Regions from separate parts of the Zea mays genome. Here region 2 is linked to region 1. Evidence: chromatin contacts called from public Hi-C data. All regions are on one chromosome and are shown on one strand. Each heading gives the region's core, a stretch centred on a gene start, on an enhancer-like site or on the middle of the called end of the contact. The rest is flanking DNA. Distances are from core to core; before and after follow the strand shown. Region 1 holds the start of LOC100275178 (protein GRAVITROPIC IN THE LIGHT 1). Region 2 holds the start of LOC103626126 (nucleoprotein TPR).

The links. A called contact is a pair of places that touch in the nucleus more often than the background predicts.
Region 2: a contact with region 1 is called in a Hi-C map of leaf mesophyll, with 2.8 times the contacts expected there. The contact joins the promoter of LOC103626126 here to the promoter of LOC100275178 in region 1. A contact is called at or near these places in 5 of 25 Hi-C or Micro-C datasets (ear, endosperm, leaf and 1 more).

What each region holds. Positions count from the first base shown.
Region 1 is chr5:24,605,405-24,610,108 of Zm-B73-REFERENCE-NAM-5.0, reverse strand. LOC100275178 (protein GRAVITROPIC IN THE LIGHT 1) reads left to right here and starts at 2,522. Exons shown (of 1, transcript XM_034059921.2): 1 at 2,522-4,704. The coding sequence starts at 2,613. The coding sequence ends at 4,463.
Region 2 is chr5:24,818,291-24,823,658 of Zm-B73-REFERENCE-NAM-5.0, reverse strand. LOC103626126 (nucleoprotein TPR) reads left to right here and starts at 1,282. Exons shown (of 7, transcript XM_020538231.3): 1 at 1,282-2,186; 2 at 2,288-2,473; 3 at 2,577-2,696; 4 at 3,693-3,831; 5 at 4,103-5,368. The coding sequence starts at 3,817.

The DNA.
Region 1 (4,704 bases), core at 1,273-3,772:
CCGGGTGCAGCCCTAGACGCCCTAGATGTTTGTGTGGGAGTGTGCTACTGTGTAGAGTGCACAGCAGCCGCTGCAGTAGGCGCCAGAAAGTTGGTGGCCCGCGGAGTGGAAGAGGCAGCCTCCTCCTCCAGCATGAAGTCCTCGGGCACGAAATCTTGGTGCTCGACGATGTGAACCATGGTGTCGAGCAGGAAAACAAGCAAAAACCTAAAGCCAAGGCCCTACCTGGCGTGCCAAATGTCAGAGAGGGAATTCTCCGGCCGGGTGGCGGAGTGCACCCGCCCTAAATCCTAAGTTGAGGAGGGGGCCTAAGCGTTTTGCCTATTACAAGATTGAGGGATGAACATATAAGAACACGCAAGGGTTTAGAGTGGTTCGGGCCGCCGGAGCGTAATACCATACTTCACTGTGTGTTGTATTGCTCGTGAGCTTGAGTTGTGTCTAGGGACTGAATCAGTCTAAGAGAGTCTGTGTGAGTCTGTCCCCTGTAACACGGCGTGCCCTCCCTTTTATAGTCTAAGGGGGGCACGTACAAGGGTGCTGAGCCCCAACATGTGGGCCTAGGGACATAACAGATGTAATACTTGGAGCGACTAATGCTCGTCCCCAGTGCAATCTTCCTTGCACCCTGATATTCGTGATCTGCGTAGCATTGGCGTGCAGGGAAAGCTCCCCTGGCAACGTACGAGTGATGATGGATGGGCACAGTGCACTTCGCAGCACAGGCGTACTATTTAGCAATGGAATGGACAGGCACGCCGCCTGCAGGATGGCCTGGACACCGCCTGCTAGCTGAGTGGACAGGACACATTAAATGCTGAAGGGCACATCACCTGTCAGCGGGATAGTCAGGCGGCGCGTCTTCTCCGCAATAAATGCAGAGACAGCGCGGCCTAGAGGCCTTACGTCAGGCTCCGCCTGCTGGCTTACGTCACGTGCGGTAGGCCACGTGGCAGCATCGGGTCTCCGCCTGGGCGGGGAGCAGTAGCGTTATGCGGGCAGGTCCGCACCAGGTTGGGCCTGGACACATGTTGGCACCGGACCCCTGCCTAAGCAAGGCCTGGGTATTTTCTGCCCCAGAGTTCCGGGATCCGGCTGCGGGTAGTCTGGATCCCACGCAGAGAGGTCCGGGACCCGACCCGGAGGTCTGGGCTGCACTCGCGGGAGTCCTGGACCTTGCTCCGGAGGTCCGATCTACATATACAGGGTCTGACACTTTCCCATGGGGTCCGGACCCACTGTTGGCATCTTGGAGTGTATCGTTTTCTCTAGCCATATGGTGACCCTGGAGCCATCCATGTGGCGGGGTCGGGTGTTGTTCACCACGTGACTAGAGATAGTCGCGTGGATACCGCGTCCTTATGCTGTAGTAAGGGGTATCCCTGATCTAGGGTACCGATTTAAAAACTAAGGGCTGATTTAAAAACTTAAATCCTCTTCGAGATTTCCGGAAATTGAGTGGAACATTAACTGATTTTTCCACTTAAACACGGGAATGCCGAAGTAGAATTTAAGTTTCTAAACTAGCCCTAATGGTTCGATTTTCATGTGGATTAGGAAGCAAAGTGCCTGAACAAGGAGTCCATAACAAGGAATAAAGACGATGGCAAAATAGTATTATCTATTCTGATTTCTACTAGGAATGAAGAGCAAATATCTAAACAAAGAGCTAACCAAAATCGAATGGTTCTTTTTGTAATTGGAGATACAAGAATAAAAAAAGCTCAAGAAACAAAAATGAGGTGAATGCGAGGCTCCATTTAATTCTATTGTATTAAATTATTATTGATAATAGATACAAGTTATCTCGGAGGGACCGTTTACATCCTTTAATTGAATTTCGTTCTAACAATTGCAATTTAGCACAAATCAATTAAGCTAATATAATTTTATGTGGAATATATTCGTATACTACTTTTGTCATATGTAGAAGATATTTATGTGCTATATTTTTACTAAAGATAAATATGCTAAAGAATGTGTTATAAATTATTAGAGTACAAACATAGCCTGCTGATATATAAAATCAATTTTCATCTCTTACCATACGAATTCAAGATATATTTATATATAAATTTTAGAAAGTAAAGGAATATCAAATTCCAAGCTAAATAGTCTACTATATTAAATATATTCCAATTTCCTTCAAAATAAATGGATCTAAAGGCCCTGAGAGTTGAATGCAGAAATTTATAGAAGTCCACACATTATTCTCTTCCTTTTTTATATAACTAGTAGAGGAACCTGTGTTAATGTTACGATCCAGAGAAGGGGAGGGGCCAGCGGCGGCCCCGTGCATTGGCAGCGACGGTGGCGCGAGTGAGTGGGAAGGGTGGCACGAGAAGGAGAGGGATGAGAGACAAAGGATGATCCAAATAACACTGATGATTGGATTTGAGTGAGGATAAGTGTAGATATGATTTTAACTTGGTGGGTTTTGTAAAGTTTAAATTAGTGGATTATACATGGGTATAGATAAAGATTAGAACCTTTCAGAGAGAAGGCATGGATCAAACTTTTCTTTCCTTTCTTTTTTTTCTTGTAAATAGTAGCAGTAGAGCTGCCAGTTTTGCAAACATTCCAAACTTCAGACTACACTCTGATATGTTTTTATGTGTTCAGAAAACTGGTTCGGTCCTACTGTTGCTGTCCCACGCACCTCCTCTGTCAAAACAACTGAAACCTTTGTCACGGAAGACGGAAGCGCAGAAGCATCTTTTTGCCCCTATTCCTACCCGACGGAGACAGACAACCTTGCTTCTTTGCTCAAGCGCTCTCGTGCTTCTCAGTCCCAGCTCTCCTTCCCAGATCCCCACTTCTCGTTCGCGTCCTCCTTCCGTCGGCCATCGCCCACTACTCCTCGCCGTCCCACCGCCCCGCACCACCCAGGCACCCACACCCACCACTCACTTCCATTCCATCCCACCTCCGCGCTCCCGCAATTCGCGTCGCCGACACCCCGCCCCCGCTCGGCGCTGGAGAACAAAGAGCGCGACGAGCGCGCGGCGGCGGGCGTAGCCATGCTCCACAAGTTCGCGCTCGCGGTCAAGACCAAGACCATCGAGTTCTTCGCCGAGGAGGACGAGGACGAGGACGAGGACGCCGACCGGTTCGCGCGCTCTCTGTTGCCGGGGGCGGACGGGGTACTTGCCGGGCAGCGGGTTGTCGTGCTGAAGCCCGACCCGCCGAACCCTAACCCTAGCGCGGATGGGGACGGGAAGGCGGCGTCCGGGCAGGAGGCCGCCGTCGCCGCGGCGCTCGCGACGGCCTCGTCGTTCCAGGCGGCGTACCTGCACCTGCAGGCCGCCCACACGCCGTTCCTGCCGGACGCGGCGGCGGCCGCGGACGCCGCCGCGGTGTCGCACCTCCGGCGGCTGTCGGAGTTGAAGCGGATCGCGAGGGACGGGCCGGTGGACCCGCACGGCGGCGGGACCGGGACCACCCTCACGGCGCACCTCGAGGCCCAGGTGCGCGAGAACCAGGCGCTGCTGCGGTCCTTGGACGCCGTGGTGAACCGCCTGCAGGCCGCGCTGGACGCCAAGGACGCCGCGGCCGCCGCGCTGCGGCTGGACCTCGAGGCGCTGGACGGCGGCAACGCGCGGCTCGCGGGCCGCCTCGACCGCGCGCTGGCGGCCCCGCCCCCGCCGCAGCCGGGCGGCGGCGACGCCGTCGGCGCGATGCTGTCCGCGGGCGTCTTCGACTCGGTGCTCCGCGACGCCCTCCGCGTGGCGCACCGGTTCGCCCGCGCGCTCGCCGAGGTCCTCCGGCGCGCCGGCTGGGACCTGGCCGCGGCTGCCGAGGCCGCCTACCCCGGTGTTTCCTACTCCAAGGCCGGCCACTGCCGCTACGCGCTCCTCTCCCGCGTCTGCCTCTCCATGTTCGACGGGTTCGACTCGCACCAATTCGGCGCCACAGCTGGCACGGCAGAGCTCGGAGGAACCGAGCCGGCAACAACCCGTAGGAACGAGTCGTTGCGGCAATTCATCGAGCACTCGGACGCAGACCCCATGGAGCTGGTGAACTCGAGGCCGGACTGCGAGTTCGCCCGGTTCTGCGACCGCAAGTACAAGCAGCTGATCCATCCTGGCATGGAGTCCTCGCTGTTCGGGAACGCAGGCTGCGGGACGCTGCCGGTGATGAGCGTGGCCGGCCCACTCTACGAGCTGTTCGTCGCAATGGCAAGCTCGGTCTGGACGCTCCACAGGCTAGCCTGGGCGTATGACCCAGCGGTCGGCGTATTCCAGGTTGGCCGGGGCGCAGAGTTCTCGATGGTGTACATGGAGAACATTGTCCGGTCGTCCAAGGGTCTCGCGGGGAGCAGGGAGCCCGGGAAGCCGGCGCGACGACCGAAGGTCGGGTTCACCGTGGTGCCGGGCTTCCGGCTCGGAGGGACGGTGATCCAGTGTAGGGTGTATCTAGATCACGGGAAGAGGGGAGAGGAAACTATTATAGACTCGATTTGAGATGAAGCGAAACTTTATATATATGTATGTATAGTCAAAGAAAGAAACTGTACATTCGAAAACGAAAGGAGGTTATTATATGTGTAAAGGCGGTCAAGAACAGCGCGTGGAAATAATCTGCAGGATCGAAGTCGCTGGTCAATGATGAGTATAAAGAAAGCTACTAAGTATCTTTTGTTTTAGGGTTTTTTTAGCTGAAAGGAGGGGAAGGGGTAGTATTGTGTTGGGCTGTGTACAAAAA
Region 2 (5,368 bases), core at 33-2,532, 210 kb before region 1:
GCCAAAATAAACGACGAAACGAATCTTGTACGGGCAACAGCAGGATGCTGCTCGACATCTTTCTTTCCTCTTCTGCGATTGGCTTGATCTGCTCACGCTAACCTAACCTATAATTTGGGGATCTGCAGTACCAAATTGGTTGGTTGGTTTACCCTAGGCGCGATCAGGATCGGTCGCTCTTTGACCCGAACAGTAACTTACTGTGTGAAGTAAAAAGAAAAAAGAAAATGAAACTAGAAGTGATCATCAGCCAAGCACCGCAGCGTTCGATGATGCGCAACGCAAACACACTGTTTCCAAGTAAAATTAGGGCCCCACAAGTCAGCTTACGGCGGTTGGAAGAAGAGATTATCGGATTTTTTTCTTCAGGACGCGCGAAAAGTCCGACGGTGTGTAAGTGTATACCAAAGGAGGAAACACACGAAGCAGAGAGAGGATGGACAAGTTTGTATTTTTTTTTAAATGAAACTAGTGCCGGCTTTTATTAGCCTACTATGTGCGTTATGTTAGTTTTGCTCTTACATCCCTTCCTTACTTTGTGTAGAGGCTGACGGACTGTCCGGCTGAGCCGGCCGGACCATCCGCATGAGCACCGGGGACGTCCGTGCGCCGGTGCCGGACAGTTCACGATGCTTGAGTTAAGGAGTTTTGCTCGGCTGTTTGGTTGAGCATGCCCCAGCGCCTTCGCACTTGTTAGTATTTCTGTCTGGAGCCTTCCGAGCAATCTCTTCTTGTGTTATATTTGACGTGCGAGGATCGCCAATGATGATGTTTTTGTCTTTGCCTTTATCGGCCACTTCGGGCCGAACCAACACCTTTTTGCTCGTGGTTTCTATTGTATTGACAGGAAATGGTTGTGTGTCTACTTGTATCTCCTGACAAGCAAATCGACCCTCATTTATGGCTCTGGACTGTCCGGCAGGGGAAGTCGGACGGTCCGGACAAAATATCAGACGGTCCAGACAAAATATTGGACGACTCGTTACAAGTCGTTTTCCCGAGTTAATCATACGGTTTAGCTAACAATTTCCAAAAAAAAACTAAGAACCCTAACTAATTTTGCACATGCACGGATCATCCACGTCGTCACCGTGAACCGTCCGTCCACGCGGCACTTTTCTATGCTCAACAAGACTGTTATAAATTAAAACCAACCGAACAAGCCAGATCCGACTATTTGGAGTAAGAATCTTTGGTCTCAACTCTCAAGCAGTAAGTTCCTCACGTCACATGCCATGGTCCTGCCTCCATTTTCCACGGATGATGGATCAAAATCTAAGTGACGCGGAGCTCAATAAATAAATAAATAAACAAACAAATAAGAACATCCCGCAGACAGGCAGAAGGATGACAAGAGCAACAGCCGTACCCAGACTCAAGCAATGGCGTGGCAAAGTACTGCAGCAGGCAGCAGGCAGCACGGCAAGGCCGCAGCATATCCGTAGCAACGCTGCAGTACTTTCGTCACTTCTCACCGAAAACCAATCGCCCTCCTCCCCACGCCTGTGGACCCAAAAAAAATCAATTCGATTTTCTCTCTTCCGTTCTCCCCACACAAGAATTGACCTCCGTTTTATTGCCGCTCATCTCAATCTAATCTCTCTCTCTAGCTCCCCCAATCGCCAGATCACAGAGAGAGGGGAAGAGCGTGAGGAGGGACGAGAAAGCCAAGCTGTATAGCGAGAAAGCTCAGTTGAGTTCTGTTCTGCTTTTGTCTTCCTCTCTCGCTGGATCTACTACTCCCACCACTGCCTCTGCCTCGGCCTCGTTGCTGCTGGCTGCGTGCGTGACTGCGTGCCTTTGCCCAAAGCAAGCCTGCCTGCTCGGTGGCTCGCTTCGGTTGCAGCTGCAGTGACCTCACCCTGCCTCTATGCTTGCTCTCCCACCATGTGGTGGTGGTCTTCGCGCTCCAACTAACCCCCACCAGCAGCGCATCACACCACCGCATCGCACCGCGATGCCAACCCTGGTGGCGTCACGCGGCCCGGCGGCTTCTTCCGCGCGCCGCATTGCAATGCCGCCACCGCCGCTGGACGGACCCGTGAAGGAGTACTAGCTAGCTAGCTAGCCCAGCGGCAGCGGGCGAGGCGAAGGGAGCGGAGGTCGTTCTTGCAGACATGTTCAAGTCGCGGTGGCGCGGCGGCAGGGCCAAGGCCGTGTTCAAGCTGCAGTTCCACGCCACGCAGGCACGGCTCAGTCGCTCCGTAGCCCCGAAGCTCTGCTTCGGGTTTTATTATTTTGCTGTTGATTGACGCGTGACGGGAGGGGAGGGTGGTTCTTGCCGCAGGTGCCCGAGCTGGGATGGGAGGCGATGGTGGTGGTGGTGACGCCGCAGGACGCTGGCCGGCCGACGGCGCGGTCGGAGCCCGCGGAGGTCACCGATGGCGCGTGCCGGTGGGCGGCCCCTGTCATGGAGGCCACCAAGCTCCCCACCGGCAAGGACAAGATCTACCAGTTCCTCGTCTATGAGACCGTAAGCGACCTGCCGCCGCCGCCCGCTTCTAACCAACTCGTGATTAACCGCCGACCGTGACTCCGCCTGTCGATCTTGACTTTGGGCAATGCTGTCGGTGCAGGGGTCGAGCAAGGCGGCGCTGCTGGGGGAGGCCACGGTGAACCTGGCGGAGTACGCCGACGCGTTGAAGCCGTCGGTGGTGACGCTCCCGCTCAAGGGCAGCCCCGGTGCGCTGCTGCACGTGAGCATCGCCATCTCCGCTCTCTTCCCTCCCTCTCCCTCGCATCCCTTAAAGGCTTGTGCCGTTTTCTTGTGATCTGCGACGGCGACGTGCTCGCGATTTTCTGATTTTGATGTTTCGCCGGTGCCTCGCTTCCTGTGACAGGTGACCATCCAGCGGGTGGTGGGTGGCGCCGGTGGGTGCGGAGACGACGCGAGGTGGGTTGGGTGGTGGATTAATCTACCCACAGCCAGATTTAGCCATTGCCGCTGCTGCATTGTTATTTGAGCCTTAGAGCAACTTCAATAGTTCTTCATAAAAAAGCTTGCTAAAATCATGTTTAGCAAGTTGCTAAATAGCCATCGGAAGTATAAAATAACTTAGTCTTCAATAGTTGCTCATATTTAGGGAGTAGTTCGATTTTGAATCTAGCTTTGGCAGTCCTACCCCCATCAAATCTGGCTGACGGCAAGGTTGAGAGCAGAGGATGTCAAGGGCGGAAGAGAAAAGGTCGGTCGACATGACTTATGAGGAGTGGTGGTCCGATGGCGCAACCTATGAGACAATAGGGTTTGACGGTGAAGGAGAAACTTGTGTCACACGTATTTGATCTAGCTACCTCACTGTGCTAGAAAGTGGAAAAAAGAGTGTGCTATACCTGGCTACCTCACTGTGTGGGAAAGGGAAAAAAATAATCACGCCACTGTGAAGAAATTGACGTCAACATCATTTAGGGAGTTACTATCGAGTTGCTAAATGTGGAGAGTAAATAGAGTTGAATAGCAACTAACTAAATTTAGCAAGTCTATTTAGAGAATCATTGGAGAAGCAATTTTCTACTCACTTCTTAAATTTAAGATTTAGAGAGTTGTTTAGAGAACTATTAGAGTTGCTCTTAGGAATAGAGGGAATATAGTCATCTCAACCAGTTTTGTAGTCACTGTGGTTTGAGCCTTAAGCATTGGCTTGGTTGGGACATTGCTTGGTTACTGATTGCTGTTATCCTCGGGGTGGCAGCGGCGAGAACGGCGACGCTCTGCCAGCGGTGGCGAAGACGCCAAAGAGGAGGACGACGCTGCAGAGCCAGCTGAGCAAGTTTGAGGACGAGGACAGCGAGAAGGCAAGAGCAGCCGCGGATGCGATGAGTCCTGTGCAAGTAAGTGGGTCTCTGGGGAGTTCTTTAGAGCTTTTCCTCGTTTGGATTCATCATCATTGGGTTGCTTTGTTTCATCTTGTGATTGCTAAAGAAAGAGGGCTTTTGGCATACAAAGAACATTACAAAATAGAAAGGGGCAAATGGAGCCTAAGTTTTATCTGTTCTCATGCCTGTAGACTGTAGATGAGAACATTTTAGAACTGAACAAAAAATGCTAGACGTGGTTTAATTTTCTTGTGTACTTCTGATGGTTGATATCTTCCTTGTACAGGATGGATTGTTGATAAGAAAACCGCCAGACATGAGGTTTCCATCAAGAAGAAATGTGCCTATGTCTGCTGATCCAGTGGGCCATCTCCACAATGGCAGCAGTTTCGATGCCGTCTCAGTGTCGGGTTCAGATGGAAGTTCTGGGCGATATACCCCCAAAATTAGCGCAAGCACACACAACTCATTTCTTCAGGATAGTAGCAATGCTCTCTCGCCATTTGCCAACAATCGCACCGTGAGGAACCCATTGACCAGTTCTGGTGACTGGTCAGGAAGCTCAGCTCCTGATGCTAGTACGGATGGGTCAACAAGCAATTCTGGTGAGGCAGGGTTAAGAGGGGAAGAGGATGATGTAGATAAGCTAAGAAGTGAGATAGCCACTTTAACCAGGAAAGTGGATGTTTCAGATATGGAGTTGCAGACTCTCCGAAAGCAAATTGTGAAGGAGAGTCGGCGTGGGCAAGATCTCTTCAAGGAGATGAGTAGCCTGAGGGAGGAGAGGGATGCACTCAGAAGAGAATGTGAAAGACTCAGAGGGGCAAAGAATATGATCCATGATTCAAATGGCTCAGAGAAACGGCTCTCAGATGGGGATGACCCATGGTCACAGATTGAAGAACTGAAGCAAGATCTGAGTCATGAGAAGAATCTAAATTCAGATCTTCGTCTGCAACTTCAAAAGATGAAGGAATCCAACTCTGAGCTGCTTCTGGCTGTGAAAGATCTTGATGAGTCGTTGGATAAAAAAAACAGAGAGATTTCCATTTTGCAAGAGGATACACAGGAGGATCAGCAGGAGGCAGAATATGAGCATGCGCTGTCAAATGTGCACAACTCTGGACAGAAATTAGCCTTATCTGAAACGAGTTCATACCAAGAGAAGGAAGATGAGCTTATGCTGGATGCACTGGCAAAGAAGCGTGATGACATCTCTACCTCTGAGCTTGAAAAGAAAGTCCTTGAGTTGAGCAATGAAATCGAGTTGTACAAGAAAGACCGTGAGGATATCGAGATGCAAATGGAGCAACTTGCACTTGATTATGAGATTCTAAAGCAAGAGAACCATGACGTGTCTTCGAGGCTGGAGCAAGCACAACTGAGGGAGCAGCTAAGGATGCAATATGAGTGTTCGGCTCATTTAGCTATTATAAGTGATCTTGAGGCCAATGTTGAGAGCTTGGATAATGAGCTCCAGACACAGGCTAAAAAGTTTGAAGCTGACATAGCAGAAATAACGAGCGCAAAGGTGGAACAAGAGCAGCGGGCC